2 separate regions of the Mus musculus genome follow, and region 1 is linked to region 2. The links are chromatin contacts, called in public Hi-C maps. All regions are on one chromosome and are shown on one strand. Each heading gives the region's core, a stretch centred on a gene start, on an enhancer-like site or on the middle of the called end of the contact. The rest is flanking DNA. Distances are from core to core; before and after follow the strand shown. Region 1 has its middle 29 kb from the start of Gm35813. Region 2 has its middle 11 kb from the start of Gm37004.

Region 1 (7,699 bases), core at 1,885-4,384, 240 kb after region 2:
TTCATACAGGAATCAAATGGGTCTGTGTCTATAACATATTTCAATACAGTTAATTACCACAGTTGGAGCTTCTTGCATTTCCCTAATGAATCACAGGCCTATTATGAAGAAATGACTCTCTCAAAGGACAATCATTTATTACACCTGAGCCCTCTTGATTCCAACTGTACCACATGCTGCCTAATAATTCGCAATGATTTAGGAAGATTGCCATAACCACTCAATTACTTAAGCAGCTTTGGATGCAATCTATACAGCACAAGGCACATCCTTGGTCTACATTTACAACTGTCTCATTAATTAAAAGGAATCTAGAAACAATTGTGTTTTGAGAATCCCACATATGTAAATACCTTGGCTGAGGGCTAAATGGTCACTTATTTCCTTGGCTGGGAGCAGTTATGTCATGAAGCTGAGGAGAGAAAGTCATTGAGTGGGATTTAGGAAATCTGATCTCAAATCTGACTTTCTTGCTTTTTAGCTATAGATCTTTGGGTAACTGTATTCTCTGAACTTCTGTTTCCTTCTCTTTATGGGATACAGACTACCACTATAGATTTCTCAGCCATTCTCTTAATTAACGTGATACTTCAACACAGTCTATGGTAAGGGTAAAACATTTTTTGAAATAATGTTGCTAGAATATTTATAAAATATCTCAGTGACTAAGTAACATAATAAAATATCTGTCCTCCAAGCACTGTGTGGTGGTTTAAATGAAACAGTCCTCATATTCTTGGGTAACTGAATGCTTGGCCCCCAGAGGGTGACTTAGTTTGGGTAGGTTTAGGAGGTTTAGTCTTGCTGGAGGAAGTATGAGGTGGGTATTGAGGCTCAAAACCCATGCACCATTCCCAGTACACTTGACTTTCTGTTAGATTTTCAAGATATGAGCCAATCTCAGTTTCTAGCTCCAGTCACCATGCCTGTCTACTGCCACACTTTCCTGTCACAATGGTGATGGACTCTTCTTATACCACTGGAACCATATGCCTCAGGTCAGACCTTCCTTATAAATATGTTGTGCTTTAGTTATGGTGTTTTATCACAGAAATAGAAAGTAGCCAGTACAGAAGTTGGTATCAGGGTATGAGGATGTTGCTTTACTGGACCTGCTGCTGTTTTAGGAGAGAGTGGAAGACTACAGATGAACAGTGCAACCTGAGCTGCCCGATCCATCCCAGTTGGAGTTTGAAGACCATAGTGCTTAGAGTTATGTGTTCTATGGAAGCCTAGCTCACAAGGTTTCAAGGAGGACTGATATTAGCAATTGAGCCAGAAACCTTTCTTGTGATATTTTGGCAAAGACTGTGTTTACTTTTAGCACTTATCCTAAGAATATTCCTGAGAATGTATAAAAAAGGTAATGAACTAATTGCTTTGTCAAAAAATATTTCAAGGAAGCCTAATATAGACTGTCTTGTACAATTTCTAGTAATCACTGTTACATAGATCTACAATAAAGAAAAGACAAATTGGGCAGAAGGACATATAAAATTTACAGTTTAGAAAGGAAAAGGATGCTGGGTGTGGTGGCGCACGCCTTTAATCCCAGCACTTGGGAGGCAGAGGCAGGCAGATTTCTAAGTTTGAGGCCAGCCTGGTCTACAGAGTGAGTTCCAGGATAGCCAGGGCTATACAGAGAAACCCTGTCTCAAAAAACAAAAAAACAAAACAAAACAAAACAAAACAAAACAAAACAAAACGAAACAAAACAAAAAAACAAACAAACAAAAAAGCCAAAAAAAAAAAAAAGAAAGAGAGAAAGAAAGAAAGAAAGAAAGAAAGAAAGAAAGAAAGAAAGGAAGGAAGGAAGGAAGGAAGGAAGGAAGGAAAAGGACATTGGAAAGATTAATGCTAATTCCTCTCTCTGTATTTTTCATCTCCGGGTAGGAATGCTGGGATTATAGGTATGTGCCAGTATATCTACATTTTTTTAAATCACACACACACACACACACACACACACACACACACACACACACACAAGTAGAACCTTAAATATATATAAGTAGAATCCACTCAGTCCATATATTAGTACAGGTATGCATATGATTTATGATTTGAGGGCTGGCCATTTGGTATTGATAACAATTGGCAGTTCTTCCCAGGGAGTTAGTTCCTCTCAATCTCCACATGTCTTAGTTGCCTGTTGTTCTTTGTCAAGGGTTGGGGACCTTCCATGTTAATAGTAGTTGTGTGCCACCATACTTGATTTTTTTTACACAAGATCTGGGGATTCATCTCAGGATCTCATGGCTTCTTGAAAAGGACTTTGCAGACAGATCCACCTCCCCAGTCCCAAATGATTACATTTTTTCTTCATGGTTTCACTCGAGGATTTTCTTTCCTTCCTTTGTTTGTTAAATTACTCGTTTTATTAAGTATGAATAATCTTTAAAATTAAAACTAAAAAATAATGAGTTTTATGGTAAGTGAAATTTATGTACTGAAACCTACAGAGAGTTGTTACTTCCATTTAAAGTATTAGATGGGAATTAAACTACTAAATTTCTCTAGTCATCTATCTCAACTTCAAATTCCTTTCACAGTTAGCAAGAGTTTCTTGATCCACTTAGATCAATTAAATAGTTAAGTAACTTTTCAAAGATTAGTTCTAAACTTTTGCTTTTAACAGTTTTCAAGTTAAAACTTTAGTTATAAAAGTGAAGCCATTGATTGACTAGTGTCAGTGTGCTGCTAACAGCATCACAACATATGTTTTATATTCTCACATCATCAAATACTGATGACTAAAGCACTTCCTTTGCACATCATATTTATAAACGAGTTCGGGATAATTTTGTGTAGAAAGACAAAAACTTCAATTAAACATGTTTTTCCCCAGTGAGTCATAATTTAAATTTTAAAGATTTATTTATTTATATGTGTATGTATGTGCATATCTATGTGGGATGTGAACATCTGCTGAAGGGTTATGAGGCCCACAGAAGGCATGGGATGTCCTCCTTTATAAAGTCTCTACCCATCCTTTGATAAAGTCACCTCTCTCGGAGCCTGAGATTGACAGTTTCTTGGCTACACTGGAAGCCAGCCAGCTCTAGTGAGCCCGTTTTCATACCTCCAGTATAGGGGTTTCAGGCATGGGCAGGAAACCTAGATTGCTACATGAGTGCTGGACCTGAATTCTGCTGAGTCACCTCTACAGCCCTATGCTTCGAATGCTTGTGTTTATGTGAGAGGGTGTAATAATGAACTTTGGGAAATCCTTTCAGTCTTTTGAATTTTTATTTCTCAAAAGGCCTTGTAAAACATTTTGGTTAATGAAAGAGCAATCGTTTCAAAATACCAGTTAAATATAGACGTTTAATTCAATCATTGCGATTAAAGAGTCAGTTCTTCCCTTTAAACCAAATTACAAAGTAGAGCCAGCCCTGAAGTCATGAACTTTAATTTTTAAAAGCTACATATAAATTTCCTCCAATTCTTTTTAACATTTCTTTCAGAAAGAGATCCAATTAAAATTCAATGTTATATACATAAGTGTGTATTTATAGTCTCTAAATGAATAAAGCATATGTACAAGGGAAGAGGGCATGGTCATTAGGATAAGAGCCCCTAAGATTTTGACCTTATCTCTGACACAAATGAAAAGTACAATTATACCCAGAAGTATTCTCCAGTTCAATTCTTGATAACTTTGTTTAACCAGTCATCTGGCATGCCACCCAGCTGGGAACTATTTAGAGGTTTGATAGACACTCCTGTCTAGGAATGGTTTCTTTGCTCCTGATTTGCTGCCTCATATTGCTTTGGAGACAACTTAGTATGAGTACATCAAGTATTTTCAAAACCATTTCTGTTTCTAAACGGTTCCAATGCCTTTGAGGCATGATTTCCTCAAAAGCAGGTCTCCTTGAGACTTTTACACAATAAATTTAGCACATTAGGCATACAGGATGGTATAAGGAACCACAATTACTATTTTAGCCCAATGTAGATGCTGGTGCTGTGGACGGCAACAAGGCACAGAGATGCATGTTTTGCAGGAGCACACGTTATGGGTCAGACCTAAGGAAATAAAATAGCAGCAACAGCAATCACAAACCCAAAGAATTGACAGAACATTCCAGAAGAATAAAGATATGTGGGAATCTGCTTTCTTTAAAGGCTGTTTTAGGGTCTACTTTCTAATTTGTGAGGCAGAGTGTTCATCATGAAGTAGCTCATTTTTATCACATCCCTTTTCCCAAACATATATTTCAAGGTGAAGAAGGGAAAGATGGGGACTGTAAAAAAAAAAAAAAAGTAAATAAACAGACATGACCAAAGACAATGAACAAAACAGAGAGAAAGAAAGAATATGGAGCCATTGGTGTGCTCAGAATAACAAGGACCCACAGAACTTTAAGGCATTCCAATGGCTCATGGTTATTATATGGGCCTAGAAAGCTAAAGTGACCTGCATGGCTTAGTCCAAATTCCTTCCTTAACAGTAGAGTGACTGCCTGCTGAACAGTGGAGATTCCCTGATGGTGTTTAGGACTATAGAACTTGGAGTCAGTTTCTGGTATATTTTACTTCTGTCTCTACCAAGAATGGCTGTCAGCCATGTTGTGTATGTTCTAGTCATAAGTCAGTATGTTTCACAACTAAGAATCAACAAGGAATAGCTGCAATTTTAGGTGTCCACAAAATTAGGTAGCTACTAAATTTATGGCATGGCAAATATGTCCATGGTTAGTATCATCCCATTAACTGTTGGTGGGAACGACTCAAGGAGCCTCTTGTAATGGGAGTGAAGAGATATAAGTAGCTTTGCTATTCCCCAGGAATTCAAGCAACCTGGGAATTGACTGAGTAAAAAAAGACCCTGTTCTGTTGAGAAGGAAGTGCTGTCGAAGTCCCTTACTAAGGAAGGAAATTAACAGGGCAGTGATGTGATGATTATCCCCTTAGTTATTTGAAAGGAATTCTAGGGAAAATTAAAAAGCACTGTGGTGCAGTCTGTAGTTAGATCCTGGGACATGTAATTTTAGCATTGATCTGGGGGCAGCTGGCACAGGGGTAATTATGGGAGTTCTGGCTGAGCAGAGGCTACGTTCTTGGCCTTCACATATAAAACCTAATAAGAAACTTTCATTGATGATGGAGAAGGAGTGGAATGTAAGCAAAGAAGGTGAGTGAGCCTATGGCAGTAAATGCACACAATGGTCTGAACTTTGCTCACCCACTGACCTTGCTCTTATTAGATGTTCCTTCCTCCCTAAAAGGCAGGAGATACCAACAAAATGTCCCAAGAAATCTGAGTGAGGGAACAAAGCAGAGTAGTGTCACCATGGAGCGACTTAAAGCAATGTGCTTCTGCTCATGGGAGAAAGGTAACTAGCAAGAAGACAGGCTTTTAGAAAAAAAGAAAAAAGAAAAACCAGACATTGGATTTGTAGGAGACTGAAAAGCTTCTGCGCACTAAGCAAACAATGAACAGGGCGATACAGCTTTGAGGGAAATATTTGAAAAATACACATCTGGAAAGAGGTTATGAGAATATTTGAGGCAATTAAATCATACAATGGCAAAAATGCAAGCATGATTCAAAGTGGGCAAAGGATTTAACAGACATTTCATAAAAAGGAAACAGAAAGAATAGCAGGAATGAGTGCGTCCCCTGAAGGGGATAGGAACTCCATGGAAGAACAACAGAGTCAACTAGCCTGGACTCTTGGGGCTCTTAGGGTCTGAACCACCAACTGAAGAACGTACATGAGCTGGATCTAGGCCTCCCTGCACATATGTAGCAGATGTGCAGCTTGGTCTTCATGTGGGTGCTGAGCAACTGGAGGAGCAGGGGCTAACCCAAAGGCTGTTGCCTATAGGAAAGATATGTTTTTAGAGCTGGGATACCTTGTCCCGTCTCAGTGGGAGAGGAAGTGCTTGGCCTCTCAGAGACTGATGTGCCAGGGTAGGGGAATACCCAGGTGTGGTCCAGCCCACTCAGAGGAGAAGGGGAAGGGGAAATGGGGGAAGGATTGTGGGGGGGGTGACCGGAGGAAGGCAGTGAATGGGCTGTAAAATGAATAAGTAACAAATAAATAAACAAATACATAATGAATAAAAAAGAATACACACAAAATCCCAATAGATTATATGCAAAAGTGCCCAATGTTGGCAATAAAAATCTAAACTACAATTAGCTTTCACCTTATTTCCATCAGAACCCACCTTGGTAAGAAGAGCTAGTAAAAGTGGGAATGTAGAAAAAGGCACACTAGGTGTTGTGAAGAATATAAACCACTGTAGGCAGTTTGCAAAACCATATTGAAGGTCCTCAAGACTTAAATGTAGAAACTCAAACACTGTTGAGTGTTTCTACTCCTGGGTGTATATATGACATGAAACTAGTGCCTTGAAGAGACAGCTGCACTTCCATGTAATTGCAGCCCATTCTTCAGATCTAAGACTTACAGGGCTGATAAGGGGACTCACTCAGTGGAGAAAGGATCTGCCCATCAAGTCCAATGACTTGCATGTGGCTTTGTGAACCTTCCAGCGTGGTAGAAGGAGAGAACCAACTCCCTCAAATTGTGCCCTGACTTCAACACGTAGATACACACACACACACACACACACACACACACACACACTCACACACACACACACACACACTCACTCACACACATGTATGTGAATATACATACACAATTAGGATGTAAATTTTCTAATCTAAGAATTCAATGGCTGGATATTATTCTATTGTGTTGATATATCACACTGTATTGTTTGTCTGTTTGGCAATTCAGATTAATTTCAAGTCTTAGATTAAATACAAGCGAAAGAGGAAGAATGAGCCTCTTGGATTTATAATCTTTAACTTCAGAACACATATCTAAGACTGACCTGTTTGTAGCATGTCCTAGATTTCCTCTGGATCTGGTCTTTGCTTTATCAGAAGTCTTCAACCCTTCTTGAAACGTGAATACAAATACAATATTCTATAACATGTCTGTGATGGTATAGAATTTTCCAAGCACTTCCCATAACATAATAAGTGACTGTGACTCAGGGTACCTTGTATGGTTTCAGTTAAGATACCAGCTTCCCCACCTGGATGGATGCAACAGGGATTTGTTTTGGTTTTTGCTGCTAGTTGACAAAAGGCTTAGCTCCTCAGGTCACTGCCCTATCTGCTGGACAAATTTTCATGGTTCAGCTATTCGATCCCCTAGAAAAATAGTCAATATAGTAAGAAGGAAGCCAGAAGAATTCTTGCATGGTCTTAGGAGTCTCACGTTTTTAATTGTTCAATATTAATGGGCTACACAGTCAGCCAAATTTAGTAAACAGCACCCTACACAGGCACAGATACCAGCAGTAGGGACTCCTAGAGTCATGCTGGAGGCTACACCATATTTGTACACCAATAGGACATAGCTGCCTTTTCTAAATAAGACTTCCACTATTATTTAATGGTTCACTTAATCTGAATTTTAAAAAAAAGTATGTTGAGCAATATCTAAGAATTCATGGGTTCTATCTGTCCTTTCCAGCTACTGCAGTATGCCAACTTCAAATTAAAAATAATATAGTTACAGCACAAAATGTCTTCTCTCCTAAGAGCCAATTAAGCTTCCCCATGGTTTCCTGTGCTCCCTACGAAGTAACACCGCTAGTCACAAGCTTCAGTTGGTCTTGCTTGAAGGAATGAGGAAGCATTTGTTTCATGTGACATCCTCACTTG
Region 2 (7,593 bases), core at 2,664-5,163:
CTAGTCCCTTTTCACAGTATAGTTTGAGCATTTCCACCCCATGTCCTCCTTTAATCTTCCCCGTATCTTTCTACCCCCAAAAAGGTCTTCCTCCTCATGCCATGGTCTCTTTTTATTGTTTTTAATTCATGGAGCCCAATCCTACCTTTAGTCACTGGCTTGCTAGCTGTTGCTGTCCCAGTGCCCTCCCTTCCCGGTCCTAATCATTGTAGCCAGGAACTGAAGTCCTAACACCTTGAATCTCCTCACACAAATGTGCCTCGGCCAGGCTCTCCACATCAAGACTGGGGGTAACATAGTTTCAATTTTTCATCACCTGGTTCTATGGCATTTACAGATAACCTTGCTCCTTTGGATTACTGAATGTCTTCTTTTAAAAAGTTATTTGTTTTATTTTATGTGTATGAGAGTTTTGCCTACATGTGTGTCTGTGCACCACGTGCATGCCTGGTACCTGTAGAGGCCAGAGTTGGGTGTTAGATCTCCTGGAACTGTACTTACTCATGTCTGTGAGCTGCTTGCTATGTATGTGCTGGGAACTGAATCAGATCCTCTGCAAGAACAGCAAGTGCTCTTAACTGTTCAGCCATGTTTCCAGACCCCTGAATTTCTGTTTCTCTGGAAAAAGTGAAGCTTCAATCTTTGTCATTTTATAATAAATGTACACTTATATAAAAATATTCCATATGCTTCTTCCTATGGAAAACTGCCAGTGAGATTTTATTGTCTTAAAACTGCCACAGGTGGCGATTTCTTTTAATCATGCAGATATTCTAGATTTAAAATACATTTAGTCTTGAATACCTAATGCATTCATATAATTTAAGCTATAGTGTATCTCTTTTCATCTTTGCCTTCCAACTCATTTAGACCCCTGGGTCTTTCCTGTCATGGTACACATGTACATTATATATGATCTATAGAAGTGATAAACTGGAAAACACATCATTCCATGTAACTGCTTTTCCTCCAATAACTAACAGAGATGGTTCTGTATTAACCATAAAGGCCAGCTTGGTGCCTTACTCTATGAATATACCATGCTTTATGTAAAGAGCTCTACTTACCAACAATGACGGTATTCAAACAACCATATGATCTTGTGTTCATATCTGTAGACACACAGGCAAACATTCCTGCAGGTTCTAAGTTGTGAGATAAGTCCTTACAAATTCAGCTGTATTTTAAAATCCAGACATTTGTTATGTCGATTGTAAAATTATCATATCTATAGAAATACACCATGCAAATGATTCAAAATAACATCTTCATTTTAACTGGTATTAGCCATGGGTTTTCTGCATTTCCTTTTTTATGATCTGGAAATTATATGTATATGTAGTTTTGTTTTTTATATTCTTCTTTTCTCTCCCTGTTTTCTTTTTCATTTTTCTCCTGTTTTCTTTTTTCTATCCCTCTTTCTTCTTTCCTTTCCTCTTCTTCCAGATTACTTTCCTATTAATGATCAGGTTGAGAGCTATGTAACCACTAGATGGTGGTACAAGCACACAGGGAGAAATATTTTGTAAACAGACTAGGTATTAGTTTTGATTTCCTGCTTAGTTTTTAAATTGCTGTACACTTGGGCCCTCAAATGCCTCCTAAGGGACATCACTGTGGTCGCTGCTTAGTAGTTGAGCCAACATAACACTGATGTTGGGCTTTTATAGCAGCTGCCGTGGACCACTTTATGTTGATGGTGAGACTGTTTTTAGAATGCTCATTGCTTGCACGGATTAACTCTTCAGTAGGCATCTGTTAGGTTTCCTGAGTGATTTTAAGTGCTTGCTTATATTCTTGACTGATTTACAGAACCTACGATGTTGCAGTTGAGACCACTTAGAATTTATAATCTTGCTTTATTTAGTTGACTGAATTTTATGAAGAAATAGTAGTTCCCTAGCGATCTCCTACAATGACAAAAGGCAGCTACTTACTCTGGTTAGCCCGATCCACTGCAGTTCAGAGATTCATACAAACCTGTATCATCCATCATCATCTCAATGTATAAAATGTATTTTTAATATCTTGGAATTTGTGACAAAAGTACTTTTCTATGCGTGCACTGCATAATTTTTGATTTTGGGAAGTATATGTTTTCTCTGTGGGGAATGCATGGAAATCTGGGCTGTGAATGTTTGTATCAGTAAATTCTTCTTAAATCACAGAAGAAAAGAATCCTGTGACATTGAAGGGCATTTGCTTATAGAGCTACATGCTAAGCTTAGCATTTTAAACTCTTGAAAACCAGCTAAATGCAAGGCTGTGTGCTCAGCCCCTCTCCCCCACGCTCCACACCCCACTCTGCAAATGTTCTGTGCAGACAGGGTGTGGATTCCTTCTCCTGTTTGGCGGTGTCTCTATGTGGTTTGTGGGGATGGCTATATGATTCTTTCTTGCTCTGCGACAGCATGTTCCTGTCAATTGTCAAGTGCATGTGTTTTCCTGAGAGGCGCTCTTGCAAGCAAGTTCCCGCTTAAAAGCTTCTATGAGTCATTTCTTTGGGGACCAGTGTTGAGGCATATCACCCCATTTGCATCAGGGTTGCCTGACTTAGTAAAAAAGAAAAAAAGAAAGATTAACATTTTAGCTAAACTATCTGAAAGGTTTGGATAGTAATAAGGCTTTCTTACCACTTAATATGCCCTGGTGAAACTCTATGATCTGCTATGTAGTAACATTGTTAAACTGTTACACCTGGAAGGCTTCATTTAAGACATTTGCTGTCTAACTAAAAGGAGATGGTTTCTTGTTATTCATTCACACATAAGGGAAGGCAAAAATAATCACCGACTTGCATTCAACAAAACACGGAGTTAAGAGAAGCAGTCCCTAAGATGATGAGCCCATTGGCACCCTGCTCCATGAGGTAGAATCTACTGCAGCTGCGTCCTCAGTTTTATTAGGAAAGATAGCCCATTTTGTGATCTACGACGTTTAAATCAATTGAACTGTAGTGAAATCTCTCCCCTGAAATGGCTATTACACAGCTTGCAACCTTTTGTTCAAGAGATTAAGTTTGCATCTCCTCACATTATCTCCTTGTAATTGGAAAACTTTCATTTTGACGCAGAAAATGTGCCAGCGTCCCCGAGAGCCTTGCCACAAGCCAATGCAGAATGCCATCTGGAGGGTCCGTGCCCACATCAGGCGGCAGCCTCCTGTCGGGCAGGATCTGGAACTTTGCAACGAACAACTAATAACATCTTAAGCTCCATTTGTCTAGCTCATGAGTGCTCTTGGCAGAGGTCATAACCAGCAGTGGTTTTCTTGATTTGCTGCATCAAATGTAATTAGGTTAAAGCACTCACTGACAGAGCCTCTGATAATGGCATGAAAGCCTCAGGCTTGAATTTACCCATCCAGTCAAATTTAAGTTTAGAGCAGCAAAGATGTATTAATTTCATCACTGGGACAATGAATATTGGTAAACTTGAAAGGTATTTATTTGGAACAAAGCAGTTTTCCTTCCTTTGGATTTCATACGTCTTTGGTTTCTGTTTTAAAGTTGAATTGAATCAATGCATGTTCTGGTTCCTAGCTTCTGATAAAGTCGCTGATGTCCCCTGCTAGGAGACATAGTCTCATGTGCACACAAACCACACATCTGAACCATTGGTCATACTGTGTAAAATGATAAGATATCTTCAGCGTGTTACTCTGCATAACTGAATTCTGACAGTTGTTATTCATAAAGACAGAAACGACACCGTGGTTGACCTTTTAACCCTTGCCTGTTGAAAAACTCCAGGGTAGCAGAGGTCTCTTCATAAATGAGTCAGGTCGTGGCTGTGAGTAAAACAGAGAACCATTGCTGAGGGTTAAATTTAGGGCAAGCTCGGGCCCAGAGCATGAGACAGACGTTAGCTATTATTAAGGGTATACAAAAAGAGTTTCTGCTCTCTGCTAGAGAAAGAGAGAGCTGGAGTGTGGTCTCAGCCAGAAGGCAGAGGTTCCTGGCATGGCTGCAATGTTAATGATCCTCACAAGGCTTTAAGAATCAGCAGTGGAGTTAGGATGTGACATAAAAGACAGTCTCAGGAGGGCTGAATTTTTCAAACTGACTTCCACATTTCTTCTCCTGTCCCTGTCTCTTAGAAATACTGGCACTACTGGAGCCAGTGGAGGAGCACAACTGAAATCTCTCAGGAACAGCAGTGATTCCCGTTGACTTTGTACCTCATTGGGGGATGGGGTGTTAGTTTGAATGTTTCAGGTGGTTCTCCTTCTGATAAAAGCAATAGGCATGTGTGAGGATGAGGTTAAGTAAGTGTTTATTTGAGGATTTAATATTGCACACGCTGATGGAGTACAGCAATTACCGTGCTGTGATTTTCATATTCATATGTGCCATATTTATTTGTTGTTTACCTCTCTGCATAATGGAAATGCCATGAAAATCTGTTCCTTCTACTGCTTTAATTTTAAATGAAGCTAAATGTTATGTATAATTTTAAGTTACAGATTGCTAATTTCATTCTGTTTTAAATACTCTACACATAAGAAGCTCTTAGGCTCCTGCAGGAGTCCCTGCTTTGAGCAGAATCAAAGCATAATTCTCTCAGTAATTATATAATAGGTAGGTAGTTAATAGATTAAACATGAGCCCGAGACATCATCACATCGACAGTCTATTTCAAACCATATAGTTACCTGTGCTGTTCATATGTATATGACTCTCTGTAAATAGAATGTGTATGCCTTTGTAACTTTCCTGACAAATATAATGTAGTTAAAAGCTTACTGCATCTGTTGTAAAGTATTTGCATCTAGCTTACTTATTAGTAATCTGGTTACAGACTCGGTACTTGGTGAAATGGTTGCGAAAGCTTCAGGAACAACCCAGTTTTCACCTACTTTCACGATAGTATTTTAAAGAGGCTGCCAATGGCAGAATGCAAAGCTAGTTTACCTTATAAAGGAACAAAGCAAGGGAAACATTGAAAAATTAACTCTATAGCTGTTGTGTAGCTTTCTGTCACTAGCCTGAGAATCCCTTCATGTGCTGTATCTCAACTTCTGTTTCCTGGCCCATCCTTTTTTTTCCTCTCCTCAACTCCAGAGCTGTATCTGGAACCTGGTTATATGCCATCCAAGACCTACTAAAATTATTCACTCATTTAATATGCATCACTCTACACTTAGCACATATATATCTATATCTACCTAGATGTCTCTATCAATCTATTTATCTATGTAGATATTTGTTAGAGATATTCATATTTAGATGTCTATATAGAGATATTTAGATAAGGTCTCTCCTGCTGGCTACAGCCTTCATGGGAACAAATCTATGTCACATGTCTATCTCTGTATCACCTCTATATCTATCTATGTATCTATCTATGTTTCTATGTATGTATGTATGTATGTATGTATGTATCCATCCACATAAGGTTCTTCTTGCTGGCTCCAGCCTGTTGGAACAGATCTATATAACATGAGTGGGAACCATGAGTCAATAGTCCTTCAGGGTAGTGTATATTTAAATGTTCCAAAGACAGAAATGGCTGAGAAGGTTCGTTTTTCTGAGAACTCTTAATATAGCCTGCAAATCTCGGAATGTGCCAGTTGTTCAATTTCCATTGTTATTTACAAAAGTGAAGCTTTGAATTAAGGGAACGTGTGCCATCTGCCTACCCCTGTGATAATGCTGGGTTTATTCCCAAGCATATCAACCCCTGGCTTGGCATTTCCACTAACTGAAGCACTTTTCTCATTAGACTGCGTCTGTGTCTACAAAAGGTCATTTTCCTGGTTGTTCATTTGAATATTCCTATCCTCTCTGTCTTCCTTCACTGGACTTGAGGTTTCCTATTCCAAAATGTGGTACCGCATGTACAGGCTATACTCAAGGCACCACTTTTTTTTTTTTTTTTTAGTGATTTAATCAGTCAACTCTTGTATTTATTGATTTTTTATTTACTATTTATATTCAGTGTCTATTTTTCTGTGCACACAAAGGGCATATATAATTCTTTGAGAAGACAATGTGATATCTGTCCCCAATTCAGTCTTAGTTAAAAACAATAGTTGATTGTGGAAGTCTAAAAATAGTCTGTTCTAGCTAGAAATTTCTAAATGCCAGGGTATATCAATAACATATTTACCCATTCTGCATTTCATAAGAATTTATTAAGTATTGTGATATGCTTAGCAGTCTTAGGTTCATTGGAGATAGAAACTTAAACCATGCATGGTGTCTGAGTTGGATGAGCTTAGAGCAAGTGGATACCATGACATACTGGGTCTGCCTGAAGAACTTGAGCATCAACTAGAAGCTTAATAGCTAATACAAGGTCTGATCCATTCAACTGTACAGAAAAGCAACTGTAAAACACAGTGTTCAAGTGGCTCAAAGTAAAGCTTGAAAAGTACTGGAGGATACCAGCACTTTTGCTCTACAGATAACACCAGCCAATGGAAATCACCGAATTTTATTAAAAGGAGAAAGAAGGTAAATCTGAGCAAGTTAAAGAGGGGAACTGGATAGAATCTGAAACCTGATTCAGAATACAACATTTGGGGATCTAACTGGGAATGTGTCTTCAAAACAACAACAGTGGCAGAAAGAAGCAGGTTGAAGGATCACAGGGCTCCGAGAGGATGTGCTGACAGATTGATAGGATCAAGGTCAAAGCCTGGAAGACACAGAGAGCAGTGAAGGGTCTACTCTCGGAGCATCAGTTGGCTGCAGTGCTGACACAGGTGCTGGAGACTAGACGTTCTTATCCCAGGCAAGAGGAGGCCAACATTAACGTTTCCCAGGTGATCTGTAAATAAATAATCAGGGCTTATTTTTGTTAATTTTCAACAATAATGAAAGTCCATAAGAAGATGCAAATCAAGGTACAACATTCTATGTACACTGATTTTTCCCAAGCATATCTAACTACGAAAATGTGAATCTGAGGGGGAAAAAGGAGTGTTTCAGATCATCTCAACCAGTAATCTTGCTTCAAAATGCAAGAAAGTTAATGTGGGAAAAAATGTCTACATCTCAATCTACAGTGAGTTTTCTTTTTATAACCAAGGGCAGGCCCTAATAATATTCATCAAATGAAGCTCGCCTAGGCACCCATCCTTGCTTCATAGTCCTTTCGGTATTCTCTGTTACCATCTGCTGGTGATGTCTATAGTTTTGCTGACTGTACTCTTATGCTCTAAGCCAATAAGTGAAATCTTGAGTGACTGGTGACCTTCTCAAATGAATCTTTCTATGACATCATGTCAAGTGGTTTCTGTTGTCTTATAAACTCAGCCCTCTGTCATAAGTATTCTTCCATTCATACAGTTGAAATAATTTGATATTTCCAGCTCTGACAAACTCAGTCAGCTCTGCGATAACTGTAGGAAGTTTGCTTTCCTCAATGGGCCCTTGAGACTGTCCCAGTAAATGATTTCATTCCAAGGATGCTTTAGAAACCGACCTCTATATTTTAGGTTTTCTGGACATCTGTTAGGTGGCTTTCAGTGTGCTTTCAACACATGACTTATCTGTACAGAAACCTGACCTGACAGGGAGAAGCCTGCGGCTTTCCAATAAACGACAGAGTTAATCAGCAAGACAGACCCTAGAGCGGTGTCTTGGGC

The links. A called contact is a pair of places that touch in the nucleus more often than the background predicts.
Region 1: a Hi-C map of the G1E-ER4 cell line shows a contact between it and region 2, with 2.8 times the contacts expected there. The contact joins two enhancer-like sites. A contact is called at or near these places in 3 of 15 datasets of contacts at CTCF or cohesin (the G1E-ER4 cell line, large pre-B cells and pro-B cells), 9 of 484 Hi-C or Micro-C datasets (B cells, CD4 T cells, the G1E-ER4 cell line and 3 more) and 1 of 115 datasets of contacts at active chromatin or transcription factors (large pre-B cells).

Annotation. Positions count from the first base shown.
Region 1 is chr2:79,198,732-79,206,430 of GRCm38.p6, forward strand. No RefSeq gene overlaps it. Among named protein-coding and RNA genes, the nearest start is that of Gm35813, 29 kb to the right of the region's middle. Within about 2 kb of position 3,135, at least 5 of the 459 cell types and tissues checked have an H3K27ac peak or open chromatin away from gene starts, as enhancers often do. A contact at or near this core is called in the G1E-ER4 cell line, where this site is marked.
Region 2 is chr2:78,958,073-78,965,665 of GRCm38.p6, forward strand. No RefSeq gene overlaps it. Among named protein-coding and RNA genes, the nearest start is that of Gm37004, 11 kb to the right of the region's middle. Within about 2 kb of position 3,914, at least 42 of the 459 cell types and tissues checked have an H3K27ac peak or open chromatin away from gene starts, as enhancers often do. A contact at or near this core is called in the G1E-ER4 cell line, where this site is marked.